Linked DNA regions of Zea mays: regions 1 and 2 are each linked to region 3. Evidence: chromatin contacts called from public Hi-C data. All regions are on one chromosome and are shown on one strand. The core of a region is the stretch at or near the end of the contact, and the rest is flanking DNA. Distances in the headings are between cores, read along the strand shown.

Region 1 (4,713 bases), core at 345-2,844, 300 kb before region 3:
TCACAATGTGCACAGCAGATCAGTAAACTCTGCATATGAAGCCACAAGCATATGGCCATGCAAGACACTGTTTTGCACTATAAATTATACTGTTTACATAATAACTTTTAAAATAATAAGAAACGGGTACGAGTAAGAAGCTACAGGAGATAGCCTAAGAGTTCAAAGACACATCAAAATTCAGTTTGCTGACTTGCCTGATACCAGTGTGGCGTCTATAGCTCATCATGTTCCACAGTTACTGCATTATCAAAAAAAATAAGGTCAAGAAAGTTTTATGGGGTGATCTTTGCACTTCCGTATATGAAACAAGTAGTGAAGAAACCAACCGGATTCAGCTTCTCCGAAGAAAAATGAGATCTCTCTGTCTGCAGATTCTGGTGAATCCGAACCATGCACGCAATTTTTCTCAGAGTCCAGCCCACACATTGCTCTAATGCTGAAATGACAAAGAGTACTGTTGGCGACCACAAAACAAAGAGAAATGAATACAGTAATGCAATAAAAAAATGTATCCAAACACATAACATGTTAAAGGAAAACAAATGTAGTTTTTAACCTGTTTGGATGAGAGGTTTTGGCCTTTTTTGCATCAGTTGGTCCAATCAAAGTGCGCCATTGCGCAACGGCGTCAGGTCTTTCCAGAACCATAGCAAGAACTGGACCACTAAAGATCAACACAAAGATAAAAGGAGTCATGTTACAAACTGTTAGTGTCAATGTTAGCGTCTGAAGGCTGCTGCATAGACTAGAAGCATTATGCAAGAAACTTAAGAGACACGAGCCTTTCCAACAACAATAATACCTTGTTATGTACTTGACTAGGCTGTCAAAGAAGCTTCTCTGGGAATGCTCCGCATAGAAGACAGATGCCCTCTCAGCATCAAGCTGGACCTCGGTTTCTTTGACGATATGAAATCCAGAATCCAAGATGACCTCCTTGATTGCTTCTGTGTACTTACCTGACAAACCATCGGGCTTGATCATCGCAAGGGTTCTCTCCATCTCAACAGCCTCACATCTGCAGCACCTGAATTGATAGCATTCCAAAATCCAACATCACTTGCAAGCCTATGCATAGCTTACACGAGCCTTGCAGCTTTGTAGGCTTGTACAGCTACAGCATACAACGCACCCCAAAATGCGGCCCCAAAATAAGATCTACTTTGACTGATCCAGAATTAAGATTTATGTACGTCGACTCGATTGAAGAATCACTGTGTGCATAGTTAGGTCCACGAGCAAGTAGGCATGCTTGTTGTTGATATGACCAAACGGGCGGCCGAAACCTTGCTCAGATGTTCCGAAGCAAGCATCCTAGTACTAGTCTAGCATGTTTCTGGACGCTGGATGGAATGCAGTGGGAGCAATAGCCAGGAACCCAAAGTTCAGCAGAGCAGCTGCGCAGGAGTGGTGGTAGAAACAAAACAGGCACCTCTTACCGGTACAGAAAGAGGAGGAGCGAAGGCAGGCAGAGCCTGACGAGGGCGCCTGATGCCGGCGTGGTGGCTCCGGCCATCCGCGGCGGCGCGGGGGACAGGACAGGGAGCCCTCCCGGTCTGAAGGCCTTGCTAGTCTGCTCAAGTGTTCTGGTCAGCCAGCCGACACAGACACAGTCCCGTTTTCTCCGGCGGTGGACCTAGCCCGGAGTTGAAGGAGGCCCCTCTCTCTGTTGTCCGGTCTGATCTATTTCGGCCCAGTGAAGAAGGCAGCAGCCATGCTATCTTTTCCTTTTTATATTTAAAATTATTTTATCTTATATCTCAACTTTTAAAAGCTACATTTAACACCATCTCCAACCATTCCATCACATTTCTATCATATTTTATTACATCATCTCAAAATATACTCCATCCACATCCAGAACGTCTCCAACCACTCACTCTATCCAACTCCCCTTATAATATAATTCAATTCTTTGATATTTTTTATTAGTTTTTAAAGTTTAAAAATTATTGACTACTTATACTACAATAATACACATTATCATGAAGTTACGGTATTTAAAAAAGGTTAATATCACAAAATGGAGTAATTAAAGTGTCAGAGAAAATTAGAAGTCCCCGCATGTGCGGTGAGGTGTGGGAGATTGTTGAAGGGGTTTCTCACCAAAAACCAACCGGATGTGGGGAGGATTAGGGAGACCGTAAGAGCTGGTCTTAAGGGCGGCAGAGATCTAAGGACGTGTTTAGAATGGCTCTACTACACTCAGGAGCAAGGATGGCTCCAAGTTTTAGCTCTAGCTCCATGATTTTCTAGAACACATAATATCAATTTAAATAATTTTAAAAATATTTTTAATATAAATAATAAACAAAATGACTTATCTAAATGTCTTCTAAAGGCTTACAGCTTCAGCTTCACGATTTTCTAGAGTATCTAATGACCTGCTCTACTAGCTCCACCAAATTTTTTGGAGTTGAAGCTATTCTAAACAAGACATAAAACTCTGGGTGGAGCAGCTCTGCTCCAGAATTAGATTGCTTTCTAACTAGTTGTATGTAAATAACTCCAAACACTATGTATATGTTGTTTTTTAGTTATTTTTGTCGGCGTTTCAACCCCGGGGGTCCCTGGACCGACGAGTAAATTGTCGCTGCGTGTCCCAGCCCAGATGGGTCGGCGCGAGACGGAACACAAGGGGGAACAATAAGGGGAACCGCGGCTCGTGTTGTCCTGCGCCCAGGACGGATGCGCTTGCAGTCGGGGGTTACAAGCGTTCGCGAGGGAGAGAGAGAGAGAGCCTATCCGTCAGCCCGTTCTCCCGCGCGGCCACCTCTTCGTACGAGGGCCCTGGACCTTCCTTTTATAGATGTAAGGAGAGGGTCCAGGTGTACAATGGGGAGTGTAGAAATGTGCTAACGTGTCTAGCAGAGAGGAGCCAGAGCCCTATGTACATGCCATCGTGGCAGTGGGAGAGGTGCTAGAGCCCTGTTCATGTGATGTCGTGGCCGTCGGAGGAGCGCTTGAGCCCTGTAGAAGCACAGCTGTCGGGGCTGTCGGGTCCTTGCTGACGTCTCCTTGCTTTCGTAAGGGGCTGAGAACCGCCGTCGTCATAGAGCACGCGGGGTGCCATCATTACATGTTTACCGGGGCGAGCCAGATGGGACACCGGTCTTGTTCCCCGTAGCCTAAGCTAGCTAGGGGTAGGGTAATGATGTACCCCCTGCGGCGTGGTCGGTCCGAGCCCGAGGTCGGGCGAGGCGGTGACTCCTCCGAGGTCGAGGCTGAGTCCAAGCCCTGGGGTCGGGCGAGGCGGAGACTGTCCTCCGAGGTTGAGGCTGAGTCCGAGCCCTGGGGTTGGGCGAGGCGGAGACCGTCTTCCGAGGTCGAGGTGGAGTCCGAGCCCTGGGGTCGGGCGAGGTGGAGACCGTCTTCCAAGGTCGAGGTTGAGTCCGAGCCCTAGGGTCGGGCGAGGCGGAGACCGTCTTCCGAGGTCGAGGTGGAGTCCGAGCCCTGGGGTCGGGCGAGGCGGAGATCGTCTTCCGAGGTCGAGGTGGAGTCCGAGCCCTGGGGTCGGGCGAGGCAGAGCTTCCTATGGCGCCTGAGGCTGGACTTGGCTGCTGTCAGCCTCACCCTGGCCGGTGGCACGGCAGTCGGAGCAGGGCAGGTGGCGTTGTTTTCCTGTCGGGTCAGTCAGTGGAGGGGCGAAATGACTACGGTCACTTCGGCCCTGTCGACTGAGGAATGCGCGTCACGATAAGGTGTCAGGCGATCCTTGCATTGAATGCTCCTGCGATACGGTCGGTTGGCGTGGCGATCTGGCCAAGGTTGCTTCTCCGCGAAGCCTGCCCGAGCTGGGCCTCGGGCGAGTCGAAGGTGCGCCCGTTACTTGAGGAGGCCCTCGGGCGAGGCGTGAATCCACCTAGGTCTATTGTTCCTGTCCGAGGCTGGGCTCGGGCGAGGTGAGATCGCGTCCCTTGGGTGGATGGAGCCTTGACCTGAATTGCGCCCATCAGGCCTTTGCGGCTTTGTGCTGATGGTGATTACCAGCCGAGTTTAGGAGTCTTGGGGGTACCCCTAATTATGGTCCCCGACAGTAGCCCCCGAGCCTCAAAGGGAGTGTTGGTACTCGCTTGGAGGCTTTGTCACACTTTTTTGCAAGGGGACCGGCCTTTCTCGGTTACACTTTGTTCCGGTGGGTGTGCGTGAGCGCACCCGCCGTGTGTAGCCCCCGAGGCCTCGGAGGAGTGGTTTGACTCCTCCGAGGTCTTAGTGCCATTTGTGACGCCTCGGCCGGTCTGGTTGTTCCCTCATGCGAACTGGTCGTAGCCCGGGTGCATAGTCAGGTTCCGAGTTCTCGGGCTGGTATGTTGACGCTGTCAACGGTTTGGCCGGAGCCGGGTTTGTGAGAGCAGCCCCCGCACAGAGCGAGAGGACGGTCAAGGACTGACTCGGCTTTTATCATACGCCCCTTCGTCGCCTTTCCGCAAGGAGGAGGGGGGGAAAGCGCCATGTTGCCCTCGGAGGGCGCCGAACATGGTGTCTCCAGTGAGTTGCTAACGGGTGATCCGAGTGGACGCCCGTGCCCCGTTTGATAAGGGTCGGCTAGTGGCCCAGAGGCGCGCTCCAAAAGTACCTGCAGGTGATTTGCTGGACCCGGTCCCGTTTGATAGGGTTCGAGGGCTCGATGCCTCCCTCTGATGGGATTCCGTTACAGAATCGCTCCTGCTGGTCTCGGAAATGTCCTAGGGTACATCAGGAGCGTAGCTC
Region 2 (4,432 bases), core at 1,456-3,955, 510 kb before region 3:
GAGGACCTCCTTGCTAACAGGAAACGAAGTCTCCTACCATTCTGGTCCTTTCATTCAAACATGGTTAACTCTAGCTAGGTAAGTCTAATTGAGGTTGGGTTTGGCCTTTGCTCCAACACTAGCCCCACCCCCTGAGGGATTGCTAGTGTGATAAGTATTTCTCCTTATCGAATAATCTTCTAGATGGTGATCCACCATGAAGTGTGATAAGTATTTCTCCTTCACCTTTTCACGCCTTTGGGTGTATTGTCGCATGTCCTCTTCTTGCTTCATAATGTTTTAGAAGCACTGTTGATCGTTAGTCGATAGCTCTTCTTGGGTCGGTTTGATAATGTTGTTGGTGAAGAACTCAGCATGATCATTGGAACCAACCATTGGAAGCCAATTTTAGTAGATCAAGGAATGTCCCCAGTAGAGTCGCCAAAAAAGTGTGTTGTCGCCTTTTTGGGCAAAACACTAATGATCCCTAGATCATGCTTGCTTGGAACGAGACCTTGGGAATTTCTTTACGGGAGCGTAGACTGTCCGCGATAGGTCACTGGATCGTCCGTGACTCTAAACAAGGAGCTCCACACTTCTCTGCAAGCATGTGGATCGTCCGCGTGTAGGCGGCTGACCATCCACGAGGGCATAAAGGGCTTCATGAATCTCCTGCAGAATCTAGATCTCACTTCCCGGTAGGGACCCGTCGAGAGGAGAGATCCTAGCATTGTCTTGGGGTCGACAGGACACCCAAGACACCTCAAAACGATGTTGAGCCAAAGAGAGATGAAGATTGAGATTAAGAAACTATGACTAAGGCTAAATTACTTCTACTCCTAGTGCATACGATCGGTCGTACCACTTCATATACATATATAGGGGAAGGTCTGAACCCGTTCCTAGGCGATCTCCAACAGTTTCCAGCGAGGTTTGTTAAGATAATCGCGCAAGAGATAAACATTCTAGCCTGAATCAATCTAATCATGGACCATCTGGGCTATCATGCGGACCGTCCAGGTGCCAAATCTAGTGCTTAACACCAATGATGAAAATCATTTTTACTGCTAGTTTGGACAAAAAGTCGATAGTAGAATACGATTTTTTCACCGATATTTTTCCCTTAGGTTGTTGTTTGATATTTTTTATTCTATACTAATGATGATATATTATCACCATCCATTTTGATAAAATAGATGATAAAATAAGGTTGTAAAATCAATTAGATAGTACACCCTCCGTCCTAAAATATAAGACATAACTACTTTTTTCTAGATATAACTACTTTTTCTCTATATATACGTACATCGATACAGTAGCATAGAAAAATTAAATATATTTATTGGTTTTTAAATCAGAAGTGTTTACGCCTTATACACTGAGACAAAGGGAGTAGTGGCAACACCAAGCCACTGATGCAGGCTAAGTTGGACCTGCACAACCATACCTTCAGCCCGGTCAAGGCTAGGGCTGGACAAAAAACTCGTGACACGGTAACTCGCTCGACTCGACTCATTAGTGACTCGACTCGGCTCGATTCGTTTAAAATGAGTCACGAGCTGAGCTAACAAATTAACTCGGTTCTTAACGAGTCAAACTCGAGCTGGCTCGTGAGTTACTCGCGAGCCAAACGAGTTGTGCAAATCTGCAATGGCCTAGCCCACCCATATGGAGCAGCCCAGCCACACGATACGGCCCACATAGGACACGCCGTTCTTCAGCCCAGCCATACGGGCGGCCCACACAACCAGCCACACCAAAGTCCAATTAGCCTCTCGGTGGCTCACTGGCTTGGCCGCACGCCGCCCGCACCGCATGCCGCTTCTTCTGGCTTCTCCCTGCGAGCTGCCCTCTCGGTCTCTCCCTCTCTCTCCCAAAATCTAAACCCTAGACTCCTAGAGCCGCCGACCGCCGTTGTCCGTGGAGCAGCCGAGCAGAGCAGGCTGCAGCGCCACCGCGCCGGTGTGCGGCGTGTGCCCTCCGACCTCCGCCCGTCTGCCCTCCGCGCGGCGCTCATGTTCTTCGCAGTCTGCCCGTCTTCCCCGACGGCGCCCTCGGCCCTCGCCCTGTTCGGCTGTCCGGCGCCTACTTGCACATCGTCGGTCGTCGGCTCGCCTCCATGAAAGCTCAAGAACCGGATGGCTTATGGTAACTTTGATAATGAGCTGGCTCACGAGTTAATCGAGTCAGACCGAGTTACCAAACGAGCCGAGCTCAGCAGGTTCTCCAGCTCGTTATCATAACGAGTCGAGTCGAGCTAACTCGTTATCATAACGAGCCAACTCGAGTCGAACCGAGCCGAGTCGAGCCAGCTCGATATCCAGCCCTAGTCAAGGCACAAGTTTTATTTGTTGGGAAAACAACTTATGTAAAACGGTGAAAAACAGATTATGCTTATTCTCTTACTGTCTGTTTTTAGGTTCTTCTGAGAGAAAACTGAACCCATAAACTGTTGTGAAAACGTTTAATTTTTAGTACAGATTCTTCTTAAATTTGTGAAAAAGTTATGAAATAAACGTGCCAAAGAGGCCCCGCCGGCCAAGATGTAGTGACTTGGAACCGTGTCCACTGTCCAGACAAACTCATCAGTCATCAGACTTGGCTTACCCGGTCGGTTTTGATATGGGCTGGTATCACAGGTCGATTGGTACGGTTTGCACTGGCCCATGTATAGTTGGATTCTGTACTTTGAACACCCTTCAGTCCAGTCCAGTGGGCACAGGCAAAGCGAAATGTCCGGGTCCGGCATACCCTACCTACGACTACGACACCGACGAGTACTCTTTGTATATATATCATACAAGGGAAAAAAACTAGTGGCTGCTGGCAGCACGTGACACGGAAGGCCCAAGAGACGCGGCCCATGGGTCAAGAAGTCCAGTATCTAATTTCGATTAGAAGGAGACGGAACATGTCGCCTGCCTGACGCACGGTGGTGGCGTTGCTCGTATCATACTTGTTTTGATATTTTCTCGTTTGATTCAGATCCGAGGATACATACAAATATTATCGAGTTGTGTCAGATACAAATTAGAATTGACATTCAACTTTGAATATACCGATATAAACTGGATACGGATACAGAATAGCCAGACTCGAAAACGAATTGGATTCCAGTTTTTTTCTAGACGAATCGAACTCGAACACAGACCAATAACATCCATACCATTTACACCCGGATATCTTGCACGTCTCTAGACTTCCAGTTCATACGTGTCTTGGTCCACTACTTTGGAGCGCTCTGCCGCGTTCAGGGAATACCGACAAGGGGTGCAGGCATGCATGTCTGAATTTGAGGCAGCACCGGTGCACTGATCCAATAGTAGTCATGGCGCCAAGGAGTCAGCCACACAATGGTTCTGCTGGTGAAGGTTCGGCGCGTAAGGACACGACATGACACGATCCATCCATTCCGAAAGGGACAGGCAGATCGTTACCACCACCAGAGATTGGAGCCCGTGGCCATGTCGCAGTTGCTTGCCGTTGACAAACCGGGCAGAAGCATAGGGTGGTGTTGGTGTCTGGTTCCCGGCCCTTGCATTGATCGTCTCTTTTGCATGGGTGCTGTGTTCGCTGGCTGCTGGCCAGGTTTGGCTATATGCCTATACGCGGACGCAATCCGGCATGATCATATATGCATGTATATGACTTGCTGGAATGAAATGGGATGGGATGAATTCAGGGGTTGTTACAAATTCACGTCTGTCGGAGAACGTACGGATTTCAGGGCTTGCTAGTGTCTGCATCAACCTTTTGTTGGAGAGACGGCAACTTTGGTCTAGATAATGCGCGCTTGTGGTGTAGCAGTAAGCAATTAGGTGAAGAAACAAGCAGGTCTGCTCCCATGTTTCACCTACCAACCACACTCCTGCCCCGCGCGGTACAGCGTCTGGATGCGCCGACCGGTCGCACTAATTAAGCCGGTGCAACTCGCTCCGGCCGTAGATGAAGAAACAAGCAGCGCCCTGCACCCAAGTCCCAGCCAAGGAGCTGAGCCACCGGCAGCCAAGCACAATTTGAATAATGACAAGCCGGTTAAACTTTGTAACAAAGGTTATAAATTAGAATGAGGAGAGTATATGCATGGATCTATTTGGTTCAGCTATAGATTTTTAAAATCTGATTGTAGTTTTGAGGAACCTATTGTGAGCTCACAATTGTGAAAAAACTAACATTTATTTGGTTGAAACAGCTGTCACTTATATATTTTGTAGAAAAGCTGTCACTTATATATTTTATAAAAAATGTGTGACGAACTTGTAACATGAATGACAAAAAAAACTGAAAATATAGGGTAAGAGGTGATTCTTGTTAGGATACCTTGTTATTCTGTTAGCATATCCCATTATTTTTGGCTGGAGCTGCGCCTCCATTCTCGGCAGGTTGTTGCCTTGCTTGTACATATCTGCATGTATCTTTTGATCTATAAATACATGCACAGCCCCATGGGGGT
Region 3 (4,423 bases), core at 1,666-4,165:
CTAAAAAATCCTCCTTTTGTAGCTATAAATAAGAGAGTTTTAAGGACTCTAAAAAAGTTAGGAGTATTTAAGGGAACTGTTGAATGCATGTTTTTATGTTTTTTTCTTAAAAAAACTTGATTTAGAGAAGACTTTCAGGAAGCTCTTGGAGATGCTCTACCACCAACGAAGAGAATACCTCTTTCAAATACATTGATAAATACTCACTGTCATGTCATCATCAAATATTTCTATAGTTCAATTAAAAAACATTTCTATTGTTGAACAAATATTCACAACATCATGTATCTCCCTCTTTTATAATGGTATAGAACTAGAAGCTGTCCTGCCAGCTTCCTGTTGAAAAGTGAAGACAATATTCACCCTAGATTTCTAGATATAGAAGGGATTAACTATTTCAAAAAACAGCATAGGGTCATCAATAGTTTCTTTCGTTTCATTTTGTTTGTTTGGCAAGTGCACACTGCATTGTACAGAATTTGGGTCTTGGCTCTCCGCGGGACAATCTTGTTCCCCAATTCCACCTCTCGGGAACGAGTTTTTTGGGATTATGATCCTCCCGTCGGACGGCTTCGCTCTCTTGGTATCCCGCAGCGCTCTATCGCCAGTTTGGGATGCCCGTGTGCCAGCACTCACCGCATTGGTACCATTGCCGGTGAAGACTCCATTAACAGCGTACGCCGGCTCCTAACAGTGCGGGTCCATATGAACTGTGCTCCGTCGGACTAATTTACCCCTGTCTTCGTCCTCTTCTCGCCCGTGACTCTGCGCCTCGCGCCCCGCTCCAGTTTCCTCCTCACCGTTCGGTGACCGACATTGAGGAGCGGATGAGGGGCTAGACTCGCCGGTCGCGAGAGGAGGAAGAGGCTTAGTAGTTGCCGTGCCTCCATGGATGAAGACTCATTCGCACCCCCCTCGTCGACATCCATTCACTCTGGTCCAGCAGGAGCACTCGGTAGCGCAGCCGAGCACCATGAGATCCGAGCCGATGCTTCTATGCTCAGGCTGCTTCCTCCACCAGCAGATCATTTCTTTGCTAATTCATCAATTGATGTTATTTCAGATGTAAGTTTGTGGCTTCAGTGTTTTGTAGATTTCAGTATTTCTTATGGATTCAATCACTGGTGCTTGAGATGGACATTAGATTGTAGTACTTTGCTTGATTGTGTACTCGTTTGAAGCCATGCAAAGTGAGCTTAGTAGATTGTAGGGGTTGGGTTTCCTAAGTATTTGTGGAGTTGTTGGCTAAGTGTATGTTTCATACAACATGTTTTCTAACTGCCTGTAGTTGTTCCTTTCATTTGTTGTAGGATGTAGCAATTGATTGGGGCACCATACAAGTTGAGGAAAGATGCGAAGAAGAAGGAGCACAGGAGGTTGCTTCAGAGCTAGTGTTGTATGACAGGTTGGGATTATTGGATGAAGATAATCGCGAAACAAGTGCAAGGCAAGATGCTTGTAGATCTAGAGCATTTAATGTTCGTGGCAGATCCGAGGATGTTGATGATGAAATAGTTGTGGTACATTGTGGGGATTCTATACCAGAAGAGCGAATTTTAGTTTGTGACAGGCCAAATCCTATTATGAAGGTTGGCAGTTTGTACAAGGATATGAAAGAGTTCAGACTTGCTATGAGGCAATACGCGATTAACAATGAGTTTGAGTTAGGAATTGAGTCAAGTGCTCCGTTTAGAAAACTGCAGACTTGGAGGTCGGCCCTTCATCGCCTCCATGAACTATGTGGTTCAGTGGAGTCGCTTCAGTGTATGCCCAAGTGTATGAACTATGTTCTTTAGTGTATGCCCAAGTGTATGAACTATGTTCTTTAGTGTATGCCCAAGTGTATGAACTATGTCCTTCAGTGTATGAACCTGGGCACAATGTATGGCACAAACTGAATTGCAGTCCCTGTTTACAAACTGAAATGGTGCAGTCCCTGTTTAAAAATGCAGACAACACCTTCATTTCGGCCAAAAGGCACCAGTATAAAAATGCAGACAACACCTTCAGTTCGGCCAAAATGCAGACAATAGGATACCATAGTCTTCCATAGATAACAGCAACAAAGTTACACATAGATGGCTCAGGTCTTCCAAGGCCTTACATAACAACAGACTAAGTTAATGTCTAGCCACACACATACAGAATTCATCATAGCACACAAATACTTGATCATAACCCAACACATACTTCATCATGTAGTGCCTAAACACTAACCCCGAAAATCTACTTCCTTTGACGATCCAGAATCTCTTCCCAGCTAACATCTTCCAGTGGCCAATGCCTCATCAAGTCAGGTTCATGGTCTGAATCTGAATCATCGTTGTAGCAATACTCCGACAAGGGTGGCGAAGAATTGTCGTGCACAAGTTGATAACAAATTGATGCTTTATCAAGTGATTGTGCAAGCTCATGTACACGCCACATTAATTGGTTTACTAGCAATTCTTCACCGGAATCAGGTTGACTAACAAGATGGTCAGTGGCCAGTGACTTCAAATTCATTGAAACTTGTTGCATCTCGTTAATGGCGTCGTGAAGGCAATTAAGGACCTCTTGGTACCGGTAAGACTGCAAAACAAAATTATATAACCGATTACTACTACACACAATCAAAAAATCCCAGAGATGAACCAATATAGCTGAAAGATGTTGTTACCAGCACACTTGCAGGAGGTAAAGGAACCATGGTGGCATCACGAGTGGACGACGACTGAGGCTGCTGGGTACCACTGTTGTCGAGGGCGTAAGGAGAACAGACCTGAACGACGGCGGCAGATGCAGACGGATTGGGGATGGGCGAAACAGAGAGACGATCGAAGGCGGTGGCCACCTCAGCTGTAGGATCGTCCGCCGGATCGACCTCGAGGACCTGGCGATTCTTCCCCCGAAACGCCATTGCAGTGCTGAAGCTGCGTTCAATGGCGGCGGCGGTGGACAAAAACAGGGAGAAGTTAGGGTTTGTTCGAACATCGAGGGGAGCGGGGAGCTGAGTAATGAATGTGAGGGTAGCGATGTCTTTTACCGTCGGCGTGCGTTGTTAGGAGCCGGCGTACGCTGTTAATGGAGTCTTCACCGGCAATGGTACCAATGTGGCGAGTGCTGGCACACGGGCATCCCAAACTGGCGATGGCGCGCTGCGGGATACCAAGAGAGCGAAGCCATCCGAGCAGTCCGACGGGTGAATCATAATAGCAAAAAACTCCTCGGGAACGGGGACACGACTCAAGGCTCATGATCCGCAACCACTTCATGCTTCGCAAAATTGTCCTTATCTCTTAAGCTTGTTGCGTCTTCATTTGTTCTGGGACTAGGACGCATTCAGTCAGTCTTCGGGTAGGCTTCTCCGGCCTGGTGATCCCATTTGGTCGGGGTGCACAAAGTAACAAAAAATCCTCTCTTCAAGCAATGCCAGGATAACGCTATGCAATGCAGTTTCGAAAAGAATCGAGATCACAAATTTGCAACTCCATGCCCTCTTGATCCATTTCTTTGTTTCAAGTTTTAACATAGATCCGGCAGCTATTACAATTCATGGCATTGCGCCATTTATAAGCGACTGGTATCTACACGAACCTGCTCGACTACACTCATTAAAATCCTGCTGCAAATCATGCAATGCGTGAGCGCGGGCGGGGCAACGTGTGCCAGGGCTTCAGAAGAACAATGGACGCTGCACATATCGTTTCATTTACAAGGCTACTACTACTTACATTGATATAACTGGGATTAGATTTTTACAGGTTACACTGGTGCGGTCAGAACCAGGAATCACATGCCAATGGCTCTCGATGACGAAAGCTCAGCTTCCCCATCCATTTCGCTCCCCACTCCGTCTCCTGACACCTGTCGGTTAATCATCATATTACTATTGTTTACCTTTCCACGTCAAGTTGCAAACAAGTATGCCAAAGTCGCAGGATTTAGTAAGCCTTACCTTTATCTGGGATAGATATTGATCCAAAGCACCATCACCGTAAAGAATCTTAGCTCCGCAGCCAGGTTGGTCCACTGATCCTACTGCATCTTCATCTACAACCACTGCATCGATTCGCTTCTCCCCAGATTTTGCATCTGGGATCTGTAAAGATACAAGTCAATTGCAACAACGATTAGTATGCCTACTCCAGAGACTTTACGGGTTAGGCGAATAGAAAGAGAATACAAAATCATCACGCAACAAACCTCATACATAGAATCCATGAGAATATTCTCAAGGATAGTTCTTAAACCCCGTGCACCTGTATTTTTTGACATTGCCTTTTTGGCAATTATTCTAAGTGCACCATCTGTAAAGTGAAGCTTAACCTGAAACCCAATGTTGAGCCAAGTTGAGACACTAATGACAAACTAATTTCTGCATGTTTTCATGGTAAGCATACTCACATTATTCATGCTAAACAATTTCTTGAATTGTTTGCCC

What was found. Hi-C and Micro-C count contacts between places; a contact is called where the count stands out from the background.
Region 1: a contact with region 3 is called in a Hi-C map of ear, with 2.5 times the contacts expected there. The contact joins the promoter of LOC100282166 here to the promoter of LOC103634778 in region 3. A contact is called at or near these places in 2 of 25 Hi-C or Micro-C datasets (ear and tassel).
Region 2: a contact with region 3 is called in a Hi-C map of ear, with 2.4 times the contacts expected there. The contact joins the enhancer-like site here to the promoter of LOC103634778 in region 3. A contact is called at or near these places in 2 of 25 Hi-C or Micro-C datasets (ear and leaf).

Annotation. Positions count from the first base shown.
Region 1 is chr4:126,033,358-126,038,070 of Zm-B73-REFERENCE-NAM-5.0, reverse strand. LOC100282166 (nucleoside diphosphate kinase) reads right to left here and starts at 1,594. Exons shown (of 6, transcript NM_001155078.1): 1 at 1,443-1,594; 2 at 806-1,030; 3 at 560-667; 4 at 330-439; 5 at 198-241. The coding sequence starts at 1,519. The coding sequence ends at 216.
Region 2 is chr4:126,243,249-126,247,680 of Zm-B73-REFERENCE-NAM-5.0, reverse strand. No RefSeq gene overlaps it. Among protein-coding and RNA genes, the nearest start is that of LOC100279116, 76 kb to the left of the region's middle. Within about 2 kb of position 2,705, at least 17 of the 20 cell types and tissues checked have an H3K27ac peak or open chromatin away from gene starts, as enhancers often do. A contact at or near this core is called in ear and leaf, where this site is marked.
Region 3 is chr4:125,736,539-125,740,961 of Zm-B73-REFERENCE-NAM-5.0, reverse strand. LOC103634778 reads right to left here and starts at 2,915. Exons shown (of 2, transcript XM_008657370.2): 1 at 2,660-2,915; 2 at 2,089-2,571. The coding sequence starts at 2,899. The coding sequence ends at 2,227. It overlaps LOC100272327 (CLP protease regulatory subunit CLPX3 mitochondrial), which reads right to left. Exons shown (of 15, transcript NM_001362666.1): 12 at 4,387-4,423; 13 at 4,186-4,308; 14 at 3,938-4,081; 15 at 3,461-3,846. The coding sequence ends at 3,772.